Regions from separate parts of the Sus scrofa genome. Here region 2 is linked to region 1. A link is a contact called in public Hi-C data. All regions are on one chromosome and are shown on one strand. The core of a region is the stretch at or near the end of the contact, and the rest is flanking DNA. Distances in the headings are between cores, read along the strand shown. Region 1 holds the start of DCAF17 (DDB1- and CUL4-associated factor 17). Region 2 holds the start of DYNC1I2 (dynein cytoplasmic 1 intermediate chain 2).

Evidence for each region. A called contact is a pair of places that touch in the nucleus more often than the background predicts.
Region 2: a contact with region 1 is called in a Hi-C map of liver, with 4 times the contacts expected there. The contact joins the promoter of DYNC1I2 here to the promoter of DCAF17 in region 1. A contact is called at or near these places in 1 of 5 promoter capture datasets (liver), 8 of 47 Hi-C or Micro-C datasets (alveolar macrophages, embryonic fibroblasts, heart right ventricle and 4 more) and 1 of 2 datasets of contacts at active chromatin or transcription factors (alveolar macrophages).

What each region holds. Positions count from the first base shown.
Region 1 is chr15:77,562,438-77,566,536 of Sscrofa11.1, reverse strand. It overlaps DCAF17 (DDB1- and CUL4-associated factor 17), which reads right to left and starts at 1,908. Exons shown (of 12, transcript XM_021076469.1): 1 at 1,434-1,908; 2 at 910-1,013. The coding sequence starts at 1,559. It overlaps METTL8 (methyltransferase-like protein 8), which reads left to right and starts at 2,045. Exons shown (of 12, transcript XM_001925591.5): 1 at 2,045-2,292.
Region 2 is chr15:77,801,277-77,805,375 of Sscrofa11.1, reverse strand. DYNC1I2 (dynein cytoplasmic 1 intermediate chain 2) reads right to left here and starts at 1,775. Exons shown (of 17, transcript NM_001243495.1): 1 at 1,634-1,775; 2 at 472-588. The coding sequence starts at 579.

The DNA.
Region 1 (4,099 bases), core at 659-3,158:
TCTATAGAGAAAGAAAATAAACTACTAGTTGCTTAGGCCTGAGAGTGTTGAAGGTATTGCTGTGATAGTTAAAGGGTATAGTGTTTCTTTCTAAGGTAATGAAAATGTTCTAAAATTAACCGTAATGATGGTTGCCTATATGAATCACCAATAGTTCATCAAATTCATTTTCATTGAATACTAATTTCAAGGAAGTAAAACTCATTGAATCATACACTTTAAATCAGTGAATTATAAAGCTGTTTAAAAAGAAGGAACGAAGGGAGTTCCCGTTGTGGCTCAGTGGTTAACGAATCCCACTAGGAACCATGGGGTTGCGGGTTCAACCATGGGGTTGTGGGTTCGATCCCTGGGGTTGTGGGTTCGATCCCTGGCCTTGCTCAGTGAGTTGAGGATCTGGCGTTGCCGGGAGCTGTGGTGTAGGTTGCAGACGCGGCTTGGATCCCGCCTTGCTGTGGCTCTGCTGTCAGCCGGCACCTACAGCTCTGATTAGACCTCTAGCCTTGGAACCTCCATATGCCACAGGAGCAGCCCAAGAAATGGCAAAAAGACAATAAATAAGTAAATAAATAAATAAGCATCTAATTATTAGATACCTGTATCTCTTGACTCTATCTTTTAAGCAGCATAAAATACTACATTGTACCCAGCAAGCTATCATTTTGCCTGCAACATGAATTCGCTATAAATTGGTATTATAGCGAATACCAATAAAATGAAAATGAAACCTCAAGCTTTAGGTTTAACAAGATTTTTAAGTTACACACATTTTATCCCCTACTCTTATTTTTGGACCCATTTTTCCATTCTCTTATTTCACAAGCACTAATGTAGGCATAAGTGTTTCCATAAATATTAGAGTTCAGATCAACAGTCAAATGAATTACAACAAAAATTTTCACCAGATACCTGCTGACACAGCATCGATAATTATCAAAATATATTCTTCCTCTCTCATAGGCTATAGGTGACTTGGAATGAGTCGTCCAAACATTCTTAAATTTAGTACTTTCCTGAAAGACACAAGGAACTTCAGTTTAGGAAATAACTCATAAGCTTCCACTCTGCACCAATTTTAAGTTGGATGGTTAAATTGACAGTTTGCAAAGTAATTTCATGTACTTTTTAGAAAACATTATGTTCAATGCTTCCTCAATCTGCCCTCGCGTTTTGGCTTAAGTGGAGTGATCGATTTTAGAAAAACTGTTTCTAAGAAGATATACGAAGGTTAAAACTAAAAGCATGCGGCGGTTCCGTTTTAATGGTTATTTACTAATCCCCCCGCTTCAAGGCCTGGATCACCCTGACCATCATGTGAGATCTTAAAAACGGGCTGTCCTGCAGAAAAACTGCACCCCAGCAAGAAGGCTTGACCTCCCCGTCGCCCCGTCGCCCCGCTGCCCCAGGTCCGGCTCCCGGTGGCGGGTGGTCACCTGGCACACCAGCGCCCGCAGGATGCCCAGGTTGGTCCTCTGCACCACGCCCGCGTCGCGCGAGAAGAAGCCCAGCGCCCGGCGACTTAGCCGGCAGCACACGTTGGGCTTCTGACTTGGCCCCATGGAGGCGCGGGCCAATCGCGGAGTTGTCCGGGCCCAAGAGGGGCGCGCCCCTCACTCCCGCGCAGAGCAAGGGCCCCTACCGCCGAACCTCCAGGCCCCAACTCCCTGAGGGGCCCAGGAAAAGGTGACACCGGGAGCCTGGCAGTGGGCGCAGGGCGGTGGGGCGAGGGGAGGCAGAGCCGGTGCTGCCCGTGAGTGGAGAAGTGGGAAGGAAAAGCAACTCCCTTCTCCGTCGGCCCCTCCAACGCTCTAGGGCTCGGGACCCGGCTGCCGACAGCGCGACGCCTGCGTAACGCGCGGTCGGATGGAGCCGTTCCCTCACCGGGAAATGTAGTTCCCAGTACACGCTGAGGGAGCCTGGCCTGTTCCCAGAACTACAATCCCCATCAGGCAGCGGGCAGCGAGCCCTTGCCCTGGCCCCGCCTTCAACCCACCACAGCCCCGCCCCGCCCCTCCTCCTGGGGCTGGGCTGAGTCTGCGCTGTAGGCCTGGCGCGCTTTTCCGGGTCTGCACGCGGCGCCGGGGGAGGGCCTGGTGGCTCTGTACTGCCGCCTCCTGGTCTCGGTTTCTTAGAATACGCCCTTCGCCCAGGGGTTCGTTTCTTGCCGCCCGGTACCCCCAAGCCTCTGAACCCCTGGACTCTTGCTTTGGGAGGCTCTGGCGGGACGCCGAGAGGGGCATTGTGTCGTGTGCGATCCCTTCCCCCCGAGGCAGCATCATGTGCTAAAGAAAGGTACGCCCTCGGCTTTCCCTTCAGTGTACTGTGAACGTTTTGGATGAGATGTATAGTTAAACATTTGGGATCAGTAAACACTGCTTTTGTGTTATGAGTTAGTGGTGAAGATGCTGGCATTCCCGCCAAACTGGAGTTGAATTACCCTTTACCAGAGGTCTGCCCTGCTGTGGCCCTCAGAGACGCGGGCAGGTTTTGCAATAATTGCTGCATTTTCCTTTCACATTTTACTCCCTCCTTATCGGGAATGAAATATCACATATTTACATTATTATTGAACTGCCCGAGGCATTCCAGTTTGATTGCTCTTAAGTAAAAGATGACTTTGTGACTATCCCTGCCTGTAGGTCAGAGTTCCCACTACACTGCATTTTCAGCAATCTTGCACCAGACTTGTCCTATTGCTCTGCTTGTGAGTCCCTTGAGGGTGGTGTCTTTGCATTTCCCACGTGGCCTCTTGTTCAGAGGTAGGCAAGGCAGCAACTCCATCTGACAGAGCAAAAAGTACAACCCTGGGTGAGTGTGTTGGGTTAAGTGTTTAGGAAAAATTTGTCATATCTCTTTTTAACCCTGCTGAATTTCCTTTAGGGCCTAGGCTTTTGCTGATTTTTCATATCTTATTTACAGCATACTGTGGAGTGCTTTGTATATTTTTAGAGAGCGCTATAATAGTTAATTTGCTAATTCATGAATGCAGCTGTCGCTGAGAAAACTGGGACCCAGAAAAGATAACGGGATTTTCTTTGGCTGAAATGAAATTCAAATCATTGCTGAATTGAACTCATAATCTTTTTTCATCTTCCCCTTCACCCCCACTTATTTGTCTTCCAGTGGTCTTTATCTCACCTTCCAAGCCCCAAGTCACCCAAGGGACAGCCATCTTTTCCCTCATCCTCAACCAAGTACTTTTGATTTTGATATCTGTCTCCTCTTCATACCCCAGCATAATTTAGGGCCTCACCATTTTATCACATTATTATGTTAAATAGCCTCCTTTCTGCCTTACTTAAATACTTTCAATTCCAGCCCTCCACTCTGCTGCCAGAACGATTTTTCTAAAGCACAAATCTGTCATTTCCCTATTAAAGCTTTTACGTGGCTCCCAATCACCCAGAGCAGAATTTCTCAAACCCACGTAGATACCCAGGATTAACTTAAAATATGATCAGTATGTTAAATATATGCAAATATGAAACTGTATATAAACTCCTTATGTTGTATCTTTTGTACAGCTATAATGCTCAATTATATGTTAAATGAAGCAAAACTATAATACACATAAATTCTGATGATTGCTTGTTCATTGTTACCAATGAGACTGTTTTTGCTGGACCTATAATGCTCTAAAACAATCTTCACTGTACTTTGGGGCATAAATTCCTTACCGAAAAGCCCGTTTATATTGTCCTTGTGTTGAGAGATTACACAATGACTTCACCCCTTTATTTAAGCCTGTAAAACTTTCCTTTGATCCATATGTCATGATTTCATTTGCTCTTCACCTGACAGTCTCCATGTCTCATTATCCTGCACCAGTGACAAATGGTACCACTTGTTTGCCAGTGCAGTCCTGAACACAAACGTGTAAAATGAAATCTTGTGACAGTAATCAATTAAAAGGTGCCATCCAGGTGATCCAGAATATCCTTTTGTTCAAAAAAACTTTTTTTCTCTTTGGATTTTTATTAAATTGGAAATAAAAAACTTCTCTCGAGACATCTCATCACCTTGGGGCTACATATACAAATCCCTCTAGGTATGTCTAGGTCCCCTTATAGGACAAAATCTGAATGCCTTAGTGTAGAAT
Region 2 (4,099 bases), core at 526-3,025, 240 kb before region 1:
TTTTTTTTTTTTTTTTTTTTTTTTTTTAGGGCCACATCTGCAGCATATGGAAGTTCCCCGGCCAGGGGTCTAACTGGAGCTGCAGCTGCCAACCTACACCACAGCCACAGTAATGCCAGATCCAAGCTATGTCTGCCACCTACACCACAGCTCATGGCAATGTTGGATCCTTAACCCACTGAGCAAGGCCAGAAACTAAACCCACATCCTCATGGATACTAGTGGGGTCCACTGAGCTGAGGGAAATTTCACATAGCCAAGTTTTATAAGCTCTAACAAGGCAGATGCTTCTTGCTCTATATAGTAAACATACTCCTAGAAGACTAAATATGTACTTTGAACTTTTCACCTAGAGTGCTATATTTACAGTCACAACTGCTGGGATTTTTATCTGTACTCAAAGTATTATCTAGAGGTATAAGTACTTAAAATCCAATTATTTTATGTATATTTTTAAAAAGTCAAACATACTTCCTTTTTCTTCCTTTCTTCTTCTTTCCTCTTCTTTTCCTCTCTGATTTGGGCCAATCGCTGCTTCTTACGTTCCAACTCTGCCTTTAATTCACTTTTGTCAGACATGTTTGAGACCTTAAGAAGCATATAATTATTTACAATCATCATTCCACTGGCAAAAGCAGCACTTTTTTAAAAAATTAGTCTTTAAGAACTGTCTCAAGAGACCATATAGTTCAATTCTGTCTAAAGAGAACACAGAAACTCTACTTTTAAAATAATGGAAGCATATATATTACTAACACCGGAAAAACACTATAAACAAATGTATATAAGAAATAAATATTCAGAGTTGACCACGGTAGCTAGCACCTTTAATGTTCACATGCCCAAACGTAACACAATGTCTCTGGCTCTTAAAACAAATGATAAGGGGTTGGCATTAAAAGCTCCTAGGCTACAAAACACGGATCAAATCTATTACCAAAGTTTTGCATTCATTCCTAGAAACTGAATAAAACAGGCGGTGAGACAAAATTCCTATGAATTCTAAAACTACCGTGTAAAACTAATATTAAGGACAAGCAAAACCCCCAAATTACCATCAATAACTGTAAAATAAAGTATGTATGTTTTTAGTCAAAGCCCAACAACAAAGTGACGGAATAACTGCATACAGCTGACAGGCCCCGCTCTATCTCACAGAGGCCGGAGCCTCAAGACTGACATGTTCACTTTCTTAAAACTCCAAGGAAGAAATAGTCTCTGGAATTTTGTGCTACAACCTCCGCATTCGGGTACTTGGCAGCACAGACTGGGTGAGGGAAAACGCTGTCAACGCAAGTAGTAATGACTTTTCTTTATAAAATGGAGCAAGGGGAAAAGAAGTCACTTCTCCCCTGGGGTCACGGCTAAGAGGGCGCGGTCCAGAACAGGGCGTCCGGGGGAGGGGGCCTCGACACGCCTCGAGGCTCCTCGGGGCACCTCCGTAGGGTCCAGAAGGGAAGGGATGCAGTCGTTTTCCCCGGCCTTCCTGAGTCACCGCACCTGGCTCTTCCCGCCTCTCCCTCCGGGAACCAGACCGGGCGGCGCTGTCAGCAGATACTGCCAAGCCGCCCCTAGAGTCCTAACGTGAGACACAGGAGACAGAAGGGCCCAGAGCGAAGGGCAGTCAACCCACCTGTCAGATGGCGGGGTGTGGAAGAGACCGCCTGTCAGCAACTTCCCCGTAACGTCCCCTCTCCTTTGCCTTCAACGCCAACAGTCGCCGCCACTAGCTCCACGGCTTGCCCAAGCACACAAAGAGGGATGGGCGGCGGCTGCTACGGCAAGAGAGTAGGGACAAATGGCTTCACCACAACGAGGTCGCTCCAAAAAGGAAGTGAGGGGCTCTGCTGTGGGGAATTGCAGCCCCTCTGCGACTTACCTGTGTGAAGATGAAGCCAAGAGATGAGACAAAGAATCCACCCAGGGGCGCGAAGTGTTTCCGCTTTGCCGAAAACGGAAAGACTAAGCCTAATTGCCTGGGGCTGGGTAAGCAAACGCCGCCCTTGCCGCACAGATTGAAACTATCTGGGAGAACTACAAGCCCCAGCTTCAAGAGAAACCTGCGTGAGGCAAGCAATGCACTCTGGGAGTTGTGGCCAATGGTAGTCGCAAAGTGTGCTGGGACATGTAGTATTTCTTAGTCTTTGGCTTGCCCATGTACAGGCCTTCAAGTTTCCCAAAAGAAACTTATCACACTTCTCTTTATTGTAGTCTCATCTGTTGGTCAGTTCTCCCAATGTTGTATGTGTTATATCTTAGGATCTTTGACTCTACATTGCTAATTTTAAAAAATGTTATTTTCCAGTGGTGAACCTATGTATTACACTGCACATCTGAAGAACACTTTTTACAGTATGTATTATCAGTATTAGAAACAAAAAAACAAAAGCAAACCAACCAACCACGGTATAGAGGTTTCATGTGTCATCTTAAGCAAAATATAAAATATTAATTTTGAAAGTGTAGTGTAACATAATTCTGTCAAAAAATGTGAGAAATTGTGTTTAATTAGAAAAAGATTTGTCGGAGTTTCTGTTGTGGCTCAGCAGGTTAAGAACCCAACTAGTATTCATGAGCATGCAGGTTCAATTCCTGGTCACACTCAGTAGGTTAAGGATCTGATGTTGCTGCAAAGTGCTGCATAGGTTGCATATGCCTCTCTGATCTGGCATTGCTGTGGCTGTTGTGTAGGCTGGCAGCTGCAGCTTGGATTCAACTCCTAGCCTAGGAACTTACATATGCCACAGGTGTGGCCCTAAAAAAAAAAAAAAAAAGAAAAAGATTTATAAATCCTTACTCAGTTTTTACTAGTGTTTGTGGTTGTAAATTTGCTCATTGGGAGTGTTACTGTTATGAAAATTATCAATAAAGCCTCTGATTCCTGTATTTCCTCTTAAATTTCAGCCTGTACACATGGAATATTTATTTGAGCTTGCAAATAAAATGATTATTGTTACAATCAATGAATCAGTAAGAATATGTTAATCAGTATAGCAAATAATAATTTCTCAGTGTTTTGTTGCAATGTGGTAGGTAGCATTTGGGTTTTCTCTCAAACAATTTTTGAAAAGAAAACGTTTCATACTATTGAAATCTAAACCAAGCAAGAATGTTCCCACCATTTTAGATTTTTTTTTGTCTTTTTAGATTTTTTAATACACAAAGAAAGCAAAAGTTATAAGAATATGAATTTACTGGAAATATGTGGATTGAATCAATTTTTAAAAATTACTTAATTTAAAACATTATCTGGCAAGAATTAAAGCTTATACCAAACTAATGTTTTTATCATATTCTAGAAGGACATTGCCCAAATCTAGCGGTAATCCTTAGGATTCAAAATCTGAATACTTGGGCCTTTGTCTAGTCTTTACCTTGTCATGCCCTGCCTATATACAAGATAAATTTCTCAGAAATAAATCTGAGAAAGAATATCCTTCACATTCCAAGATTTTCCCCCATAACCTAAACTTTCAAAGAGCTTTATTACTGTATTACCTTTTAATTTTTTATTTTTTCCTAATATTGAGACTCCATTTACCAATTTAAAAAATTGCTATTGATTACCCACTATGTGCAGGTACTATATGGATTAGTAAGTTTGGTGTCTAAATATGTGCACTTGGGAGTTCACACTATGGTGCAACGAGACCTGCTGCATCTCCGGAGTGCTGGGACGAAGGTTGCAACCCTGGCCTGGCACAGTGGGTTAAGGATCCCGTGTTTCCGTAGGTTGTAACTGTGATTCAGATATGATTCCTGGCCCAGGAACTCCATATGCCATGTAACGGCCAAAAAAGATTTTAAAATAAATAAATAAATGTGTACACTTGATGTCCTTTGCAGTGTGGTGTGGCGCTGAGGAGAAAGACACGAGTTTGGGGCTGGCATTTAGGAGTCAGCTCTTTCTCTGTCACTACAATGTAGGGCAGAGCTCCAGGTATCTAAGAATTTTAAATTCAAACCCAGTCTTTGTCAAGATTGGAGGATGGAATACATATATTCTATTTAATTCTTTATTAGCTTGATTTTTAACTTTTAAATATATTTATATAGTATATAGCTTTCATTTATACTCTTTCCCAGGGTCCTAGAAATA